Regions from separate parts of the Hordeum vulgare genome. Here all the other regions are linked to region 1. The links are chromatin contacts, called in public Hi-C and HiChIP or PLAC-seq maps. All regions are on one chromosome and are shown on one strand. The core of a region is the stretch at or near the end of the contact, and the rest is flanking DNA. Distances in the headings are between cores, read along the strand shown. Region 1 holds the start of LOC123448729. Region 2 holds the start of LOC123448732 (2,3-bisphosphoglycerate-independent phosphoglycerate mutase-like). Region 3 holds the start of LOC123448731 (COP1-interacting protein 7-like).

The links. A called contact is a pair of places that touch in the nucleus more often than the background predicts. HiChIP or PLAC-seq counts read pairs in DNA pulled down with a chosen protein or histone mark.
Region 2: an H3K4me3 HiChIP or PLAC-seq map of embryo shows a contact between it and region 1, with 5 times the contacts expected there. The contact joins the promoter of LOC123448732 here to the promoter of LOC123448729 in region 1. A contact is called at or near these places in 2 of 6 Hi-C or Micro-C datasets (both in leaf) and 1 of 1 datasets of contacts at active chromatin or transcription factors (embryo).
Region 3: a contact with region 1 is called in a Hi-C map of seedling, with 6 times the contacts expected there. The contact joins the promoter of LOC123448731 here to the promoter of LOC123448729 in region 1. A contact is called at or near these places in 6 of 6 Hi-C or Micro-C datasets (leaf, seedling and an unstated tissue) and 1 of 1 datasets of contacts at active chromatin or transcription factors (embryo).

What each region holds. Positions count from the first base shown.
Region 1 is chr4H:400,059,900-400,063,185 of MorexV3_pseudomolecules_assembly, forward strand. It overlaps LOC123448729, which reads right to left and starts at 1,455. Exons shown (of 3, transcript XM_045125714.1): 1 at 1,175-1,455; 2 at 843-1,078. The coding sequence starts at 1,372.
Region 2 is chr4H:400,510,258-400,513,543 of MorexV3_pseudomolecules_assembly, forward strand. It overlaps LOC123448732 (2,3-bisphosphoglycerate-independent phosphoglycerate mutase-like), which reads right to left and starts at 1,705. Exons shown (of 9, transcript XM_045125720.1): 1 at 1,388-1,705; 2 at 1,137-1,264. The coding sequence starts at 1,567. LOC123448733 reads left to right here. Exons shown (of 1, transcript XM_045125722.1): 1 at 1-763. The coding sequence starts at 52. The coding sequence ends at 588.
Region 3 is chr4H:400,493,033-400,496,318 of MorexV3_pseudomolecules_assembly, forward strand. It overlaps LOC123448731 (COP1-interacting protein 7-like), which reads left to right and starts at 1,832. Exons shown (of 11, transcript XM_045125718.1): 1 at 1,832-2,005; 2 at 2,773-2,927; 3 at 3,100-3,285. The coding sequence starts at 2,857.

The sequences.
Region 1 (3,286 bases), core at 205-2,704:
GATCCTGATGAAAAATTATAAATGTGGCTTACTGAAATGCATGAGACTACATCCTGGACTTGAGCTTCCATGTAAGATTGGTAAACATCAGGTTTTCCACCCCTCAATTCATCAGATCAAAATTGACTCGTGGTATATGTAGACACGTCAATTCTTGAATCTGAACTTGCCTGGAAGGGCACTGCATGAATCTGAACGGAACCAGTGTTTTTCTTTTGTCACACCTCTTTCGTCAACAACCTACATATACACGTTTGAAGTGTGCGCCTTTGCTGATGGCAAGCACATTATTATGGGAGGCCATCAAGTAGGCATCCAGTGCAAATTGCAGATACAAGACTGCACCGCTGCATGGTTTTGCCATTTGCAACAGGAAGCATACCGGCTTCCAGTGCATGACATGATGTCAATGACATATGGGCAAGGCAGGCAACTAGAATGAAGGGAGCGCCTACTAGTAACAACAAACAAGTATTACCATGATTTAGTTATTGTAATGTTCAGGGGCGCGTGGAACGGTGGAAGTTAGCTATCCAGGGGACAGAACCATGAGTTGGTTTCGAGATCCTATGGTTTCAGCTCTAGCCTACCCCAACTTGTTTGGAACTAAATAAAGGCTTAGTTGTTGTTGTCGTCGTCGCCGTTGTTTGTTGCAATGTTGAGCGGGAGGGAGAATTTCCCCACCTGAATTTCCGTTGAAGGGGCTTATATATATCTAGACAAGTACAGAAGCGAGTGTTGCCGGGACTGCATGCATTGGCGTTTTATAATACCCTTGGGGGGGCTCTGCCAATTAGCATTACTCGAGCTTGCAACGACGGCTGAAGAGACGCCCGACTTACCTGATCCAGTTGCGGTCGGTGGAGACGAGCGCGACGGCGGGGCGCTTGAGCCGCTTGGCGACGTTGGGGAACCTGTCTAGAAACTTGGGCTCGATCACAAGCCAGAAGTCCTGCTCCTTGCTGCGCTCCTCGTACAGCCGCAGCTTCTCCTGCAGCTGCTCCTGGAAGTGTTCTTCGTCGTCCAGCATGAACTTGGCGTTCGCCACCAGGAAGTAGTACGTCCGCGGCTTGTCCTCCTGCTGCGCACAGAAAAAACACCACCACATCGTCTCAGAACTGAGCAGGTGCCCGGTGCGAAATGCGAGGCACGGGAAGCGTGTGCCGATGCTTACTTTCTCGGAAGGCTCTGCGGAGCCTTGCCGGTCGGACACGGCGGTAGCGGCGCGGCGGAGGGTCTCGAAGCGCGTCGGCGGGCAGGAGACGGAGAGGGCTGGACGGCTAGTGTGGGCGAACCCGGCGTGGGCGTGCGCGGCCCTGGACGGCGCGAGGGTCGCGCAGGGGCGGAGGGACAGCGTCGCCGGAGCCACCATTGGCTCGGTGGGGTCTAGCTCAACTGATGAATCGTAGAGGATAGAGGAGCGGAAGAAGCTGGGAATGAGGTACGGACCAGAGAGCCTTATCTGGACAGCAACTGGGGGAGTGAACTTCAGGGGCGAAATATGGGCCGGGGTACGCCGATGTGGAGGACTGGGATCATCGGCCCATGGACTACTTCTTTTCCTGGCCGAGTTCCGGATCTCAATCCCCTGTCTCTCATTTGTCTAAACCTAAAAACAAATCCATTGTCTCCAGTGTAGGGTTTCCCCACGCCTCTGACTGCCATTTTGGCACTGAGAGCTAGGGGGACCTTGGATCTTCAAGAGTCTATGCTCTTCATCAACACCTAGTGCGCAAATGATGTATATCACTCTATGCAGGCGTTAACGATAGCATCTATGGGAGGGTATCAAGGGACCGATGGGAGTGGTCTTTAAAATGAGTACTCCTCGTTGAGTGATTTTGATTCCGGGTTATTGGGTGGTGTGTAGCGTTGCTAACCAATGAAGCACTGTTAGTTTTGTGCTAAACTGGGAGGCGCGGCCAAATTGAGGTAAAGGGGCGACAATGCCTGGAACATTCCTCGGACGAAAATTGTTTATTCCCTTGGTATTCTTGTTTTCAATCAGTTTTTGAGCTTCTTCTTTCCTTTGATTTTCCATTTTCATCCCTTTTTTGTTATTTATTTTTATATTTCCTTTTCCATTTTTCCTTTTTTTTAAGAATTAGTTCATGGATTTTATTTTTATTTTGACTATTTACCAAATTCCGAATATTCTTCGAATTAGTTAATATTTTTTATATTTCTGAACATTATTTTAATTTTTGAACATTTACCAGATTCAAGAACATTTGTCCAAATCTGCAAACATTTTTATTTGTGATTCTAGTATTTCAATTTGTGCACATGTATTGGATTGAGGGAAAAAATGGATACGCAAATGTTTTTTATTTGCAAAATTGTTTGAATTTATGAATATTTTTTTGAACTCATGAACACTTTTTTTACTGGACGAGTTACGCCGATGTGGAGGCCTAGGATCATCGGCCCATGGACTACTTCTTTTACTGGACGAGTTCCGGATCTCAATCCCCTGTCTCTGATTTGTCCAAATCTAAAAACAAATCCATTGTCTCCAGTGTAGTGTTTCCCCACGCCTCTGCCTGCCATTTTGGCACTGAGAGCTAAGGGACCTTGGATCTTCAAGAGTCTATGCTCTTCGTCAACACCTGGTGCGCAAATGATATTATACTCATAGTATATCACTCTATGCAGGCGTTAAGTATAACATCTACGGTCTGGCCCATTAATGCGCACAGAAAACGAAAGAAAGACGAGAAAAGGAGGGTATCAAGGGATGGATCACGGGTCCATTGGGTGGTGCGTAGCGTTGCTAACCAATGAGGCACAGTTAGTTCTGTGCTAAACTGGGAGGCGCGGCCAAATTGACGTAAAAGGGCCGACATTTCCTGGAACATTCCTGGGCCGAAAATTGTTTATTCCCCAGGTATTCTCGTTTTCAATCGATTTTTTAGTTTCTTCTTTCATTTGATTTTCCCTTTTCTGTTATTTCTTTATTTATTTTTCCTTCTCCATTTTTACTTTTTTAAATAGTTCACAATTTTTTTGACTATTTACAAAATTCCGGATCTACTTCGAATTAGGGAATATTTTTTATATTTCTGAAAATTATTTTAATTTTTGAACATCTATCAGATTCAAGAACATTTGTCCAAATCTGGAAACATCTTTATTTGTGACTATAATTTTTCAATTTGTACACATGTATTGGATTGATGAAAAATATGAATTCGCAAACTTTTTATTTGCAAAATTGTTTGAATTTATGAATATTTTTTCGAACTCATGAACACTTCTTTTATCCACAAACTTTTTGCAGAGCTTG
Region 2 (3,286 bases), core at 455-2,954, 450 kb after region 1:
CAAACACTTCCTTTCCTCAGCGAATCCAAATCTCGTGCGAGAAATTTTGCAATGGCGTCGGCAGCGTCCGAAGTCGATCCCGCCGTCGTTGAGGAGCCGTCTAGCGCCGGAGGCAGCCGAGAGGAGGCGGCCGAGACAGAGCCGGCGGATGGGGAGGAAGAAGGGGAGTGCGGGTTCTGCCTGTACATGAAAGGTGGAGGTTGCAAGGAGGCGTTCGTGTCGTGGGAGGAGTGCGTGCAGGCGGCGGAGAAGGAGGGCTCCGACATGCTCGATCGCTGCTCCCAAGCCACCGCCGACCTCAAAAAGTGCATGGACGCCCACGCCGACTACTACGCCCCCGTGCTCCAGACTAAGCAGACCGTCTCCGACCAAGCCGAAGCCGCCATCGCTGCTGCCACCGCCGATACAAACAAGAACCCCTCCCCGGACACTGATGAGACCAAGATGGAAGAAGCTCCTGTCGAGTCTGCCGCCATCGCTGCCGATGAGAAGGAGGTGGTGGTTGAGCAGGCTACTTCCTCCACGGCCGCCGAGGGGGTGAAGAAGGAAGAGGCAATCGTCCACGAGGCAGAGTCCGTCTTTGGGTAACTATTAGAGCTAAGGTCCTGTTTGGAACCACTCAGATTATATAATCCAGTTTTTATGATCTATTTTGTATCCAAACAGGATAGATTATGATATAGATTATAAGAACTAGATGGATAGATTATTAAAAACTCACAATCTACTATACCCAGCTAAAATCAGATTATGGATTACTAATGACCCGTTACCCTTGTAAAGTTGGAGATAATTACATTCCTGCCACCGCTACCCTTCTTTTTTAAAAAAAAATATAGAGGGCAGAGAGGTCATTATGCAATGTAAAATCTGGATTGCAGTTTATATAATCTAGCATCCAAACATGTCTACCTAGATTATTTTTATAAACCAGATTATATAATCTATCTTCGTAATCCAAATTATCATAATCTATTGTGGTTTCAAACAGGGCCTAAAACATGTGCATATAGTATACTGTACTATTATTATTCTCTCCGTCCTACTGTATAAGACGAAGGAAGCGTGTAGTGTAAAAACGATGTTATATTACGAGACGAAGGGAGTAGTAGAGAGCAGCGGGCGGTAGTGGTTACCCTTGGGCATATATCTGGCCGGCTCCTAGCGCATTGTGTCCGACCTCGCTGTTGCCCATGTCATCATCCGTAGGCAGCCCCACCGCCTTGCCGTGAGCTTTGATCAGCCTCCACCTCTCCGGAGCACCCTGCCATGCAACCTCACAATCAGGCAAAGCATCTCCAGCGATCCGCATGTAGGAAAGGAACCCAACCGATGAAGCAGCGTGAGGAAAGAGAGACGCAGAGTCACGTTGGTTGGTAGTACGTACCTTCTTGAGGGCGTCGAGGGTGGGGGTGTCGGCGACGTGGATGCAGTTGAAAGGGTCAGGCGGCGCCTCGCCCCAGCCGTCCAGCACCACCACGCCCACCACCTTCCCTTTCCCCAGCCTCGCGTGCTCAGCCAGCTTCCACGGCCTCTCCTCCTCTGCCCCCGGCCTGCGCGCCATCATGCGTCCGGGAGCACCACTCTCGTCTCGTGTGGTCGTGATGAAGGAGGAACGAGCAGCTCGCCGAAACAGGGCAAGTGTTTTGCTGCGTTCTGGACTTTTCTGAGAGAAGCGGTGGAGAGATTGCTGAGTTTTTGTTTGTAGGAAAAATCGGCCATGCTTGTTTCCTCTCGAAGGGTCTGGGCGCCACGAGGCAGTTAGGAGAGGCACAAGTGTAAAGACGTGAGGCGCTGGTCCGCCGATGAACCTACCTGACAGTATGATGCAGACACATTGCCCTATCTATGCGATACACATGATATTTTTTTAATTAAAAGAATGGCTTCGGACATGCATCTACTCCCTCCGTCCCTAAATATAAATCTTTCTAAAGGTTTCACTAGTTGACTATATAGGAATGTATATAGACATACTTTAGAGTATATAGATTCATTCATTTTGATTCGTACGTAGACGCCTAATGAAATCTTTTAAAAGACTTATATTTAGGAATGGAGGGAGTAGTACAAATGCCCGTGCGTTCCACCGGATAAAATATTAAATATAAATTGCTCCACGTAACATTATGCAGCAATTTTTAATAGAATATTTGCAAATGTCAAAAATAAGGTCAATGTGACCTTTCAGTCTAACAATTATGATCTTGACGCACTCGATCAAGCAATGTTAGTGCAACATGACTGTAATGACTGAAATTGCTATCTTTCCTCTAAAAGTAACAGAAATAAGGCAGCTTGCAAAAAGTTCGGCTGTTTTTATCTGTGGTGAAGACCGACCCATTGTCCTTCCTAGGTCGCAGCTTGATACAAACCTTTCTTAAAAAGCGAAAAAATGCCCGATACAAATTATAGAATGCTGCTAGTAGTTACGAATAATTTTTAACAAAGACGTTATCAATTGTCATCACTGACCAGAGATGGTGAAGACCGACCCATTGTCCTTCCTGAGTCAAGTATAAAAGAACATCAAGTATAAAAGAACATCTCAAACGAGGTCAGATCAATATGTCCATTCATGCCGAAGTAGACACATCCCACACCAACAAAAGTTCATCCAACTATAGCTCAACAAGAAAGGCACATCTAATGGTGGAAACATGAAATGATAGTACATGACTATAGAATCTATCAAATAAAAAAAAAAGCCCTCATGGGAAAACCAGTTCATATTGTTGCACTCTAAAAAATTATTGAAGAAAAAGCAAAAGGTCATCTATAGCCTCTAGCAAACTTTTGAAGACAAATCAAAGAGTTATCGCTTAGACTCTATCCAAATTGGAGATAAAAGATGTTAGAACAGTAAGGAAATTTTGTGATGTGTGAGATTAGGCGTGCCTAAGTTTAAATTTAAATTAGAATTCATGCATGTGAAATAACATCTCTGTGCAACATGCAGGTACATACATATACTATTATAATATACCTCAACAAAAGATACAGCTTTTGTATACATAAATTAGGACATGCAAACATGGGTTGTTAGTATAACATAGCTGCATTTGATGAAAGAAGAAACCCCATATCTACACTGACATGTAATATTATCGGTTTCTTGAACACGTCGGTCATGCTGTTGTCCATGTATTGGATGCAGCTTAGACCATTTGATGTTATGAAACTATCACAATTATTTCACATAGACATGGAAGATAACTGTAGTCCGCAATTTGCTCATTGAGTTAAGTACGATATGAATGGTATTCAAAGGAGTAGGCGACCTATC
Region 3 (3,286 bases), core at 582-3,081, 430 kb after region 1:
GGGTGTTTCCTTTTGATTTCTATGTTCTTAAATGATCGTAAGTGATATTTTGCTACTAGATGTAGGGTTTTATAGTGCCTTTTGGACAGTGCAATACATCATATGTCCTACAAAGGAGAAATATTTTTCCTCTGTCGGCCTACATATAAATTTTCCAAGTTATGCTAGCTAGCATATGTTGCAACCAAAAAAAATGGATCAATTTCAGTTGTGCAGGCATAGCATACGCTTGATCAGCTTTCTTTTCTCGAGAGAAAGGTATGCTTTAAACAAAAAGGATTTGATCACAACTTGTATTAATAAATCTCCTCGCTGTTCCCAACAATGCACTTAATATTTTTGCAGGAATATATGTTGTGCGAATCAAATAAGTGTCTTAGAAGAAAAGTAAGATTCCTTGCAAAATAGTATAGGACAAAGCTCTCGCTGCTCCTAATTCTGGATTCTGCATAATTAACAAACATAGTAAACTTGCTTGCTTTTTGCATATTCCTTCAGTTTATTAACTAACAACAAGGACACTGCAAAGGTGCTATATTCCTTCAGTTTATTGTAATTCTCCTTGTGAAAGCCTTTCTTGTACGCCAAAGTTTGTGTAGCTAGCATGATTGGTATGATTCGAATCTTGATTTATAGACCTGTGAATTGTCCATGTTTTATCTTTTTTATAATTTATTTATATTCCGTTTGCAAGAGCAAACTTATACTCTTCAAATCTTGTTTGAAGAATGGTTGTGGCGTAAAACAGGTAACATGATCGCTTTTTTTGTGCTAACTCCAGCTTCACACCAGAGGTTACATACATAGCAAAGAAGATTCGTGATGTTGGCTCTAAGTATATATATTTTATCTATGAGCGACCAAAAATGACGATGCGGTTACATCGCCCAGTATAGTTGGCTCATTATATTTGGGTATACTATAGCTAGGAAATACTATATAATTCTATTTTACATCATTGTTTGAGTCTTTTATTTGTGTACAAACTAATGGCAAAGCCGACGGCAAGTGAAAGGAAGTACAAACCACCTTATATTATTTCTGAAGGAAATGTTGCGAGGGACACGGTCATGCTTCATTAACATTGACAAGCATGAGGATTATTGGAGAAAGGAAGTAGTTGAAAATGGCATGTGGGGGCGCGGAGAGTCTATGATTTAATTTTATTTCATTGTGAAGATTGATGGACTGTCATGACAAAACATAGGGTGTGTCTTGGAGTGTAAAGGTAATTATTTCACATGTTAGGAAAATCCTTTTTTTAATCCATAGCAACAAACGGATATATAGCTATTCCTACCCATACTATTTATGACATGACTGATGGGTGAATGGTGATATGCCATGCCATATGATGCTCACCTCATATAAATGAAGGCTCCACATCCCCAACCTGCTATGACTTTGATAATGGGTGTAAACAACGGTTACATGAAGAGTTGATGCCGACATGGTGAAAGGGCATCGACGGTAGAATGTAAGAGAAAAGATGACAAGTATAGATAGTATGTATGGAAGAAGGAGCTGATGCACGACTAGAGGACGTGATGATGAACTTATCACTTCTCCAGAAAAGAGAAGAAAAGGCTATGTGTGCTTATATAAAGGAAAATCTATATGTCATTCCGTGGCAACGCACGGGTATTTAACTGGTTGCTGGGAAGGGCAGCATGGTAAACTCTCTCGGCGCTTCCCACCGACCGACGGCCTCCTTTTCAAAGCCCCTAGCGCACTCCACGGGTACACAAAACACCAGGGCAGTGGCGAGACAGTAAATAAGCGCAGCATCCAGTGTCAGTTCCTCAACCCGCCCTCGGTCATTTAAACCCCGCATTCCGCAGTTGTGCCTTTTCCTGGCGTCCATTCCCCCACTCGCTGCAACTGCTCCAGGGAAAAAAGGGAGTGAGCCGCGGAACAAAAATTCTCCATCGCTTCCGACTCCTCGATCCAGTCGGAGCGGCGCCGGAACGAATGCGGGAAGCGGAGGCCGCCGCCGCTCCATCTGGTGAGGCATTCGTCTGCTCTGTCTTCGTTTTTCTCGGATGTTTTTGGTGCGGCCTCCTCGGACCTGGGTGGGGGGTTAGCTTGCTTCAGCTCGAAGCGTGAGGCAGTGGGTCGATGAGCAGGCGCTGTCGCCTCCGGAATCTGGATCCGCCTTCTTCCGTTCTGTTTTTTTTAGGAGCCAGGAATAGTGGTCGAGTTGGTCCTGCCTGGATCTCTAGGGCTTTGGATTTTTGTCCTTGAGGGATTTGTGGTTTTTTGGATCCGGGAGCCCCCGCGGTTCCGATCACTGTCCATTTCGGATTCAATGCGTCCAGTGCTTAGTTTGGTAGCTCAGGTGAAAGATCTGTACTGATGTTACTAGAATTTTGTCTTTTGGGTTTGAATTGTATCTGTTTTTCTGCTTCTCTGATCTATGAATCTGGTTGCGTTAACTAAGGAAGTTGAGGCATACTTCGCTCGTACCACATGCTGTTTAATTGCTAGAAGCCTATAAGTTTGTCTCTGCTGTGGGAACATAATCAAGCGGAATGAATGACTTAGGTGTGGAGTTGGTTCGGTGAATACATGCACAATCAGTTTGCTCTATGCTTGGTTGGCACCCCCATGCTGAAAAATAACCTGCATATTTCGGCGTGGAACATTTAATCAGTTATTATAGATGTTGACATGTTATCGTTTGTGACCTTGGCAGTCGCATTATCTCTCTTCTTTGTTATCTGTTCCCTTTTGCAAGCTTTGTGACGTTTGTGCTGATATTCCTCTTGTCAGGTATTTGAAGTGGACGAGGAGCTGATTCGATCTATAAAAATTGTAGTATAGGAGTTGGGGTCTGCGCTTGTAGTTGTGGGCAAAATGGAGAGGAGAGTTGCTGGCGACGTGGAGCTTGATTCTGCAGTGTTCCAAGTGTCCTTGACCAAAAACAGGTGATACACTCGTTCACAGCTAATTGAGCTTATGAAGTGTGGTTCAGATTTTCGTCGCTGCATTTGGCTGAAAACTGTGTTTCATGGATATGGCATATTGAGTCTTTTATGATTCACAATCTCTGATATAAGTTCTGACTCGCCCAGTATTGTGAAACCTTTCCGTCATCAGGTATGAGGCAATTGCTTGTAATGGGGAGAGCGCCGAATCAGTAGCATCTGGTCCTTTTGACCAACTAGTCCTGCACTTGGAAGATGCCAAAAATTTCCAATCACGTTCATCAAGTGGCTCTTTTAAGCTGTTATTGTCTGGGGATGGAAAAGGCTCTACCTGGTTCACAAAATCCACCTTAGAGAGG